Regions from separate parts of the Rattus norvegicus genome. Here region 2 is linked to region 1. A link is a contact called in public Hi-C data. All regions are on one chromosome and are shown on one strand. The core of a region is the stretch at or near the end of the contact, and the rest is flanking DNA. Distances in the headings are between cores, read along the strand shown. Region 1 has its middle 4.9 kb from the start of Rnu6-212. Region 2 overlaps Vwf (von Willebrand factor).

Region 1 (4,502 bases), core at 1,276-3,775:
CACTCAGTTACTGAAGCCAGGCAAACAGTTTGTGACCCTCCCCAAGAAAAATGCACCTGATCGCACCCTGTTTCCACTTGAGGAAGCTTTGCCTCTCTTTGGGAGCAGTGCGATCTTGTTTTGAGGTCCTAGGAAGACTTTGACTTGCACTAACACCATGCGTCAGGCAATGTCTATTGTTTGCAGTTTGGGTGTATTCTTTTTATTACTTTTTTTTTTTCTTGGCTTCAAACTCCATTGTGTAGCTGAGTCTGGCTTTCAACTCCTGATCCTCCTGCCTCTAGCTCCCAAGTGTTCGGATAACAAAGACAGATGTGGGGCTGGGGATTTAGCTCAGTGGTAGAGCACTTACCTAGGAAGCGCAAGGCCCTGGTAAGCGCAAGGCCCTGGGTTTGGTCCCCAGCTCCAAAAAAAACCAAAAAAAAACCAACAAACCAAAGACAGATGTGATCCACTATGTGTGTGTGGTGTGTGTATATGTGTGGTGTGTGTGTGAGTGTGTATGTGTGGTGTGTGTGTATATGTGGTGTGTGTATGTGTGGTGTGTGTATGTGATATGGTGTGTGTATGTGTGGTGTGTGTATGTGATGTGTGTGTGTGTGTGTGTGTGTGTGTGTGTGCTGTGACCCAAAGCCTCACATTTGCTAAACCAGTGCATAACCATTGAGCTAGGAGATCAACCTCAAAGCTTCTCTTCTTGGGAGTGGGGTTGGGGGTAGGGGTGGGGTGGACAATCTTCTGTGGCCTTTAAGAGAAGGCAGGCATCTGAGCCTGGCCTGCCAAGGGGGAAAGTGCTCTCCATCGCTTCTGTCTCCGCGATTTGAGCTTTGTGTCTCACAACCATTGAAATGTGATGGTGTTGATACAGAGATAGCCTTTTCCTGCTGGTTCAGAATGCAGCCTCTTCTGGGTTTCACTCACGTGACTGACTCTTTTTTTTTTCTTGTAAACTAGCCACTCTGCTTTTTTGTGACACTGAAAAATCCTCCCATGTCGGCTTCTCAAGGACCCAATCATTCTCCATTTGATTTTTCTTATTTTCACTTTTTAAGAACTTGACATTCTTTGAGTAATGCAGGCAAGGCACCACCGTTTCCTGAGATCCTCTCTTGACTCACAAAAGGGAGCAGGGTGGTCACCTGAGGTCTGAAGCTCTTTTCTCTTGCAGGGAAGCTCAGTAATCCAGGCTCTCTGCTGTGTGGCAGACGCTGTTTTAGAGTTTGCGATCCTGCCTCAGAACACTGTGATGCTGGGATTATAGGCATCTCCACTATGCCTAGGAAGGTTGATCAGAGCAGTCTGCCCTCCTTGTGTGTACAGAAGCACAAACCCGTCATTGAATCTCAGGACAGTCACCCTCCTGGGCACTGGAAACACAGTGTGTGGGAAACCAGAAACCACTCACCAGCCCCCTTGCTTCTAGGAGGTCAGGGTGGGTGGAGGGGGTGGAGCTAGGGAGGTGGGAGGTGCTTGGGTTTGTTGTGGATGCTAAGGCTACCCGAAGGGTGGGTTAGTGACTCACTGTTGCTGGAGCCTGCAGGTTGAGTGAGTCACTTTTATTGCTCAAGGGAGGGGCGTGGTGGGATGGAATGGAGGGTAACCGCGGAGTTCGAAAGAAATGAGAACTTTATATCTGAGAATTAGAGCTGTAAGACCTGGAGAAAAGAACCTTCATTTCCTCTTAGCTGACCTGTCAGTGGGAAATAATCCTACACTCCAAATTATTGTGGGGTGTCGCTTATATACTGAATGTGCACTTGGCGTGGTGACTCACTCCTTTACCCAGCCGTGTGATCTCTGTGAGTTCAAGGCTGGCCTGGTCTACAAAGCGAGTTCTAGGGCTGCAGGGCTGTTACACAGAGAAACCCTGTCTCAAAAACAACAACACCAATAACAACATCAAAAGCCCACCATAAACAAACAAACGAACCACACATGGGGTAGCGCCATGGCTTAAATCTTCATTTACTTTCTGAACACAGGCAGGGTAATAAATCTTCTTCCTACGGAGATGAAGGGAATTAAACAATGTATGCAGACGCTCTGCACAATGGTATTGGGTAAGTGTTAGCCACTTTCATCAGCTAGGGGTCACTGGTTCATCTCCAATGGATTCTCTGCTGTTTTAGGACCAATACGGGAGAGATGGGCACACTACCCAAGTCTGAGGGTTGTCAGTTAAGAAGAATTAGGTTGGGACCAAGCAAGCAATCCACCTGCGTCCAAATTGTGAGCCTGCTAAGTGCTCACATGCTCATATTTAGTGTCGCGCCCCGACGGGGGGTGGGGCGTCGAGGGAGATGGAAACCAACTGATAAGGAGGTGTTTGTGTTTGCCTCCTCCCTTGAACCTCAAATTCATCTACAGAGAGATCCAACTTGGAACCAGGGACCTAGGCTGCGCTTTCTGATGCGGCCTCCAGAGGGCTCTCTGCGTAGCCAGGGAGGCTGCGGTGACTCAGAGGCAGGAGGATGAGACAGCCCCCAGAGATTCCAGCGCCTGCCAGTCCTTTCACCCCGCGCGGCCGCACCCTCCCGCGGGATCCCGCCCGGCCGCACCCTCCCACGGGATCCCGCCCGAGTCACCCTCCAGTATGGACCTGAGACTCTGCACAGGCCTTCCCTGCTGCCTCGGGGCAGTAGGACCAGCCCTCTGGGGCGTTGGGCTTCCCGTAGGCCTCTCGTCCCCTCTCTCCGCAGGGCCAGGGATTACTACCCTCCCAAGGTTTCAGGGCTTCAGGGCCCTAGGGCGGGCATGGGACTGTGCCCAGGCTGGGCAGCAGGAGGGACATCGGCAGACCACTTGGGGAGCTGTGACGCTGGGCCAGTTCCTCTGGACCCGCAAGGGTGTTCTCACCTCTCCTCAAAGTCAGAAAGAACAAGAGCCCACCCCCAGCTCTACCGGCTTCCCTGGGCTTCTAGCTGCAGGTTTAGAAGTTAACAGGGCTTGAGTCTGGCTCAGCCCCTGTAGATGGTAAGTTCGAGGATCTGGTTGATTTGGGGAGGGCCTCCATGCCTGGGAAGGAGGTGACTCCCAGATGCCCAAGAGCTATGGGCCTCCCACTCAAGAGGAACTCGGAAGTGCCCAAAATAACGTCTAGCACAGAGCACCTAAACATTGTATATAGTGATGTGTGTATTATACATGTATATTTTAGATATAAAGTTATAGTTAATACACAAATCATATAGACATGTGCATGCATACACATGTACAGGGCACCTCCCGTAAGCAAGTTATTGTCCCAGTGGCTCTGCAGTTCTCTCAGGCAGTTCTCACTGGACACTGGGGCGTAAGTACCGTTATTGCTGCCACGTGGTAGCTGACGAAGTCTAAGCTCAGGGAGTAACTTTTGAGTGGGTGTGGTGATGTACGTCTGCGCACCAAGCTCTTGGGAGGTAGAAACAGGAGGGCCAGTGTAACAGCCCCGGACTGAAGCACAACTGACTCCATGTTGGAAGAGCCATTCAGGCTGCAAAACTCAGCACGTAGACAGCACCACCTGCCAAAAATGAAAACAAAGATCTAATTCATCAAAGTCCATAATCATGGGAATGTCTCTAAATATACTAACCTCGCTTTTTGACTTCTATTGTTCTGCTTCTGGCTAACTGTTCTTGCTAACTGAAGTATTGTCAACTCAAGACATGGTTTTTGTGCTTAAAAGCTCACCCTGAGAGAGACTTGGGGCTACACTGAATGCCTGTGTAGTCATGTGCCAGCTAATACACTTTCTATTGGCTTAAACCCATGACCAGATAGTCTTCTCTGGTGGATACCCTACAACACCAGGAGTTCAAGACTGTCCTCAGCTACATGTGCAGTGTTGAAAGTCAGCCAGGGATACATGAGACTTTGAAGGAGGAGGAGATAGAAGATGAAAAAGAAGAAAAGAGGGAGGGAGAGAAAGATCAAGAAAGACTGAGACTAGACCTCAGACCTCTGCCTTTAAATATTTCAGGGTGGAGTGTAGGGGGTGTGGGGTATGGGGTAGTGGTGGTGATAGAAATGTACTGTAACTGTTTTCTCCTTTAGGGTGTATGAGGAACACGATTAAATTTGACCCTGGAAGGAGGAACTATTTTCTAGTCAGGAACTATTCCCCTCTGTCCCTGCCTGCTGTCCCTGGGTCTGAAGAGACTTTCAGAGTGCTTCTCTTTTTCCTTGTTGGCCGTCTCTGTCAACCTGGTCTCTGGCTACCAGTATCACCCTCTGCAAGTTTCGAGGACCACACCTGCAGTTTGGGGTCAGTTGCTTTTGCTAAGGTGACTCAATTGCCTGTCAACACAGTGGGCCTGAGTCTCTTGGGGGACATGCTATAAACAGAGATGAAGCAGCCCATTTGAGACCAGTGAGTCTCAGTGTTGTTATTACAATCAGTGATGACACAGCTGCCCTCCCATTATTATTGTATTACTATTATCATTATCATCATCACCATCATCATCATCTCTTTAAACTTATTTTTCTGCAATTACAATTTTAATTATTTTATTATTTTA
Region 2 (4,483 bases), core at 126-2,625, 190 kb after region 1:
TCCCTTTTGGTACCCCATGACTCCCTCAGGAAATCCATTCCCTGGCTTCCCGAAGTTGTCTTTGGTTCAACTGTCAGTGGGCAGTTAGGTCCCAGCATTCATCTTTTACAGCGTTCCTGAGTCAGGAGGAGTGTCGGGTTATCTAGGCAGCGTGTGGGGTGGCCCCGGAGAGTAGAAAGGCTTCATTAAACCTTCCCTTTTATTAACTCATCCTTCCGGCCTCCAGGCACAGTGTGTTCTGTTCTGTCAGTCCTGCCTTGTAATACCCATTTGGGCATCTCTGAATCTCACTGGGTCCATAGTCATTGTCACTATCTCCAAATCACGGTGGTTAAATAGGGACTTCTGGTCACCTTGTGAAAGCCGCCTCTCTCACTACACTGATCCAAAGCCCCTCGATGGGCAGCTGGTTGGCTATAATTAGTCAGATAATGTGGACTGAGGGAGGCAGGGTGCCTGGCTGGTCCTGACATTGCACATTGGAGTTTCACCGTGTGGCAAACAGCTTAGCCATCAGGGCCTGCCATCTCCCCTGTGGGGGTGTGGGAAGGTGGGGGTTAGAGCTGCCTTCTCCTCTGGATAGGGAGCGGCTGTCTTTTTAGACCTTTGAAGGTAGGGTGGAGGAGATATCTGATAGATGGTCTTAAAGCAGGAGTTGGGGGGTGGGGGCAGTTGTTTCAGGAGAGACAGGCCCTGCTCATGAGGAGCTGTGTGCTCTTGTGATGAACTGAGAGCTGGTTAGGCAATAAGGCTCAAAGGCAGCCTCGTAAAACAGTGGAAATAAGTCAGTATTGCCAAAGTGGGCATGGATAGAGTGTCCTAAGCTGGGGGCGAGGTAGCATTTGGTTGGAGCCAACATCATGAGGAAGAAAGGCTAGAAAAGGAGGAAGTGATAGTTTCTTGCTGTCCCAAGAAGCCATTCCTTTTCAGCCCAGAATTTGATGCTACCCCAAGAAAGTTTTAGATGAAGAGGTCAGAACATCTAGAGACAAACGGTGGCCAAGCTTTCTTCACAGAGAATGGAGAACAGATAGCCACGAGGCAGGGTGTCTGGACCAGCCACTGCAGTGAGTCTTAGCTGGGACCTTGCAAAACAGAATATGCTCTTTTCAGGGAAATGCCGGCTGCAGACGGAGCATGGGCTGCTGGGTTGGAGATGGCCTCCGGGACCCTCTAGACAGAGCGGACAGTCAGAGCACCGAGCTGGCTGTGCTCGCAGTGGTTTGGAAGCTGCTGCACTGGTTCACAGCTTTGCGAGAATCCCTTGATTTGTCTTTCAGGCCCAGCATGCCCGGCTGGCATGGAGTATAAGGAGTGTGTGTCTCCTTGCACCAGAACCTGCCAGAGCCTGCCTATCAATGAAGTGTGTCAGCAGCAATGTGTAGATGGCTGTGGCTGCCCTGGTAATGAACGCCCCTCTTCATTTACAAACCTGAGGTCCTGCCAGTGTCCTGGGCTTTGGGAAGAGAGATGAAGGCCACTTGTGTTTTTCCCTCATGGCCGAAATCAGAGGTCTTTTATTTAGCTTTTTTTAAAGTCTTTGTACAGAGAGACCAGGATTGAACTGGCCTTTATTTTGGATTTATGTTTTCCCGTTGTACTGTACTCAGAAAGCACTGTGTCTAAGGAACCGTCTTGGTCCTAACACTGACATTGTTCAGGGAGCTCCTGTCCTAATCTGAGATGTGGTTTTGTTTTCTCAGTTAGGGTTCAGGATGCCAGTATGGGAGAAAGGTCTTATGAAATATGTCCTGGATTTGGCATGTGTACTCAGCTGAAAAGGGCTTTTTGTTTGAAACTGTATGTCCAGGAGACTGTGATTGATGGTCACGAGCTGTATTCAGTTGTATGGATTAGGAAGTCCTGAGGCTCATGACTTCTCTCCTGGATGATGTTGAGCAAAAACGATTGATTCGATTCAATTCTCTAGGGTATGAAAAACAAATAACCCAGCACACATACACAAACAGCATCAAATAAGGTCTTCGAGATTCCTCTGTGAAGCCTCTGCTTCTCAGTGGGCTCTTCTACTGGACAACCCTGAGCAAGTTCTGTGAATGAGAATTGATATCTGTCCCCCCTCATACCCCACAAGTGTCAAGAATACGCATCCTACGCATTGTCTTAGAGTTTTCCAGAAGCACTAAGCTTCTGGTTGCCCATGGGGTTGTAGAAGTGAGAGATACACAGTGCTCATGACTGGGGCTGAGCTCTTTGCCTTGATGTCCTTGAAACAGAGGGAGAGCTCCTGGACGAAGACCGCTGTGTGCAGAGCTCTGACTGTTCTTGTGTACACGCCGGAAAGCGGTACCCACCTGGCACCTCCCTCCCTCAAGACTGCAACACTTGGTAACCACAGCACTACATAGCACGGTCTACCCAGGAGTTTGGGGAGGGGGAGCTGTGACAGGATGGGGGCAACAGGCGGTGGACCAGGAGCTGTCCTGGGTTGAGAGTAGGGGGTCGGGGAGTTGGCAGGGGGATCCAAGCTGGTGTTGAATGCAATGGCAGTGTGCAAACATCATGCCAAGAGAGAAATCAGAGGACACATCTTGTCCATGCAGCTGACAACTCTAGCTGCCAAAGGAGAATTTAGTAAACGATGCCTGTCCTCTGCAAAGGCTGCGTGCATGACATCCAGCATCAAATCTCTCTCTCCTTAACCTTTTGTCTGCTGGGTGGTAGTAAGCAGAATCCTCTAGTGGGGGCTCCTTGGTCTATGTTCAATGGCGCCCAGGTGGGTCTAGCCTGAGCACCTGCCCTGGTTAGTTCAAGCATCTCTTCAAGAATGTCCCCGCATATCACCTCTACTCAGCTCCCCTGTCTCTGTACACCGGGAGAAAGAACTCCCCATTCCATCTCTGGCCCTTTCTGATTTGCAGTTTCTAGGGCAGCAGTTCTCAACCTGTGGGTCTCGACCCCCCTTGGGTGTTTGCACATCAGATATCCTGCATATCAGATACCTACATTACTATTCATAACAGTAGCAAAATTGCCAGTTATGAAGTAGCAATGAAAATAACTTTACGGTTGGAGAATCACCGTATTAAACTGTATTAAAGGGGCGAAGCATTAGGGAGGTTGAGAACCACTGTTCTTGTGCCTCAGGAGCCCTCCCTCCCTCCCTTCACTGTGGATCCTCCCTCCAGCAAGGCTCTCTGCTCCTCCGTTTCACTGCTGGGTCTTTCTTGCTCCCTTCCCCCACCCGTTGTACATGGGGAGGGGAACAGGATACCTGAGGATCAGAGCAGGTCTTCAGGGCACCGTCAACCCTAGGTTGCCCTTTTCTCTGCTTCTTCCCCTTTATGGTGTCTCCAAGGATCTGTTGTGGCCAAAGCCATGTTCTGTGCTACTTTAACCCTTTAAAGACTGCTCTGGCATTGCTTCCTCTCTTTTCTCCTACATCCTTTCTCCGGGGAGGACTATGCTATCTGTGATGGATGTTAATTTAATTAGGTGCCCTCCTGGCAGAACCAATGACCCCTGTATGCTCTTTTGTCCAACAGCATCTGCAGACACAGTCTCTGGATCTGCAGCAATGAGGAATGCCCAGGTAGGCTTGTATACGCATTTTTTCTCTCCCTTTCTTCCCTTTCTCTGTGTCGAGGTGTCATTCCCCTCCCCTGCCCTGCTGGACAGAGAGCCCACAGTACAGCAGACGGAGAGTGACCCGGCTGCAAGACCTCCTGACCTCAGCTTTGGCTTTGGATCTCAGCCCTACTCTCTGCTCACTATGGGCCATGCCAGCTCCCCTAAGGCAGCTGAAGCAGGAGTAGGTTGCCCTGCCCAGCTCCTGTTTGCTCTGCGGATTAAGTTGCTGAGCTGTTGAGACCTGACCGAGCAGAGAGAGGTGAATGAATGTCTTTAGAAAATCAGGAGGAAGAAGAAGAAGGTTCTGACAACTCTCTTGGCTCGAAGCGATAATAGGACCTGAATCTTAAGGGCACAACTAGGTTTCTGCAGCCCCAATATACGACTAGTTAGACAGAATAATAGAGAAGGGTGGAGGAGGGTGGAGAGTTATTCAACTCTGGGGAGAGGAACAAATAAAGGAGTGTCCCCAAGCCTTCCCAAGAAGTCCTTACAGCTGTCAGTCCCGTTTCTACTTGATGCTCATGTCTGGAGCAGGTGCAGCCTCACCCTGGTGGATAATAGCCCTCGGCTGCCAGGGGCTCTGTCCTGCAAGGTTTGTTATTCCAGGAATCTAGGTGACTCAAGAAGGAAGGCTATTGATGTGTTAGCTCTGTACCTTTCTAGTGCTCTTTTTTTTTTCTTCCATGAGTTTCATTGGAATTTTCTAGAAGGCTTGTTAATGCTGACCACATATGGTCCGAATGCTAAGAGAACTAGGGTAGCAGAAGATATTCCCTAACTACCCATGTGAAATCTGCTTTGGGACCTGCCGTATAGCCTCTGCCCTCTGTTTTTTCCTGCTTAGCCTCAGCTCTATTTACTGCATACCTTGCCCGTTCAAAGTTCCCTC

What was found. A called contact is a pair of places that touch in the nucleus more often than the background predicts.
Region 2: a Hi-C map of prefrontal cortex shows a contact between it and region 1, with 4 times the contacts expected there. The contact joins two enhancer-like sites. A contact is called at or near these places in 12 of 12 Hi-C or Micro-C datasets (the A7r5 cell line, the Rat2 cell line, Schwann cells and 7 more) and 1 of 1 datasets of contacts at active chromatin or transcription factors (oligodendrocytes).

What each region holds. Positions count from the first base shown.
Region 1 is chr4:159,895,241-159,899,742 of GRCr8, forward strand. No RefSeq gene overlaps it. Among named protein-coding and RNA genes, the nearest start is that of Rnu6-212, 4.9 kb to the left of the region's middle. Within about 2 kb of position 2,526, at least 29 of the 93 cell types and tissues checked have an H3K27ac peak or open chromatin away from gene starts, as enhancers often do.
Region 2 is chr4:160,082,541-160,087,023 of GRCr8, forward strand. It overlaps Vwf (von Willebrand factor), which reads left to right. Exons shown (of 52, transcript NM_053889.1): 8 at 1,281-1,403; 9 at 2,238-2,349; 10 at 3,507-3,553. Among named protein-coding and RNA genes, the nearest start is that of Vwf, 38 kb to the left of the region's middle. Within about 2 kb of position 1,376, at least 14 of the 93 cell types and tissues checked have an H3K27ac peak or open chromatin away from gene starts, as enhancers often do.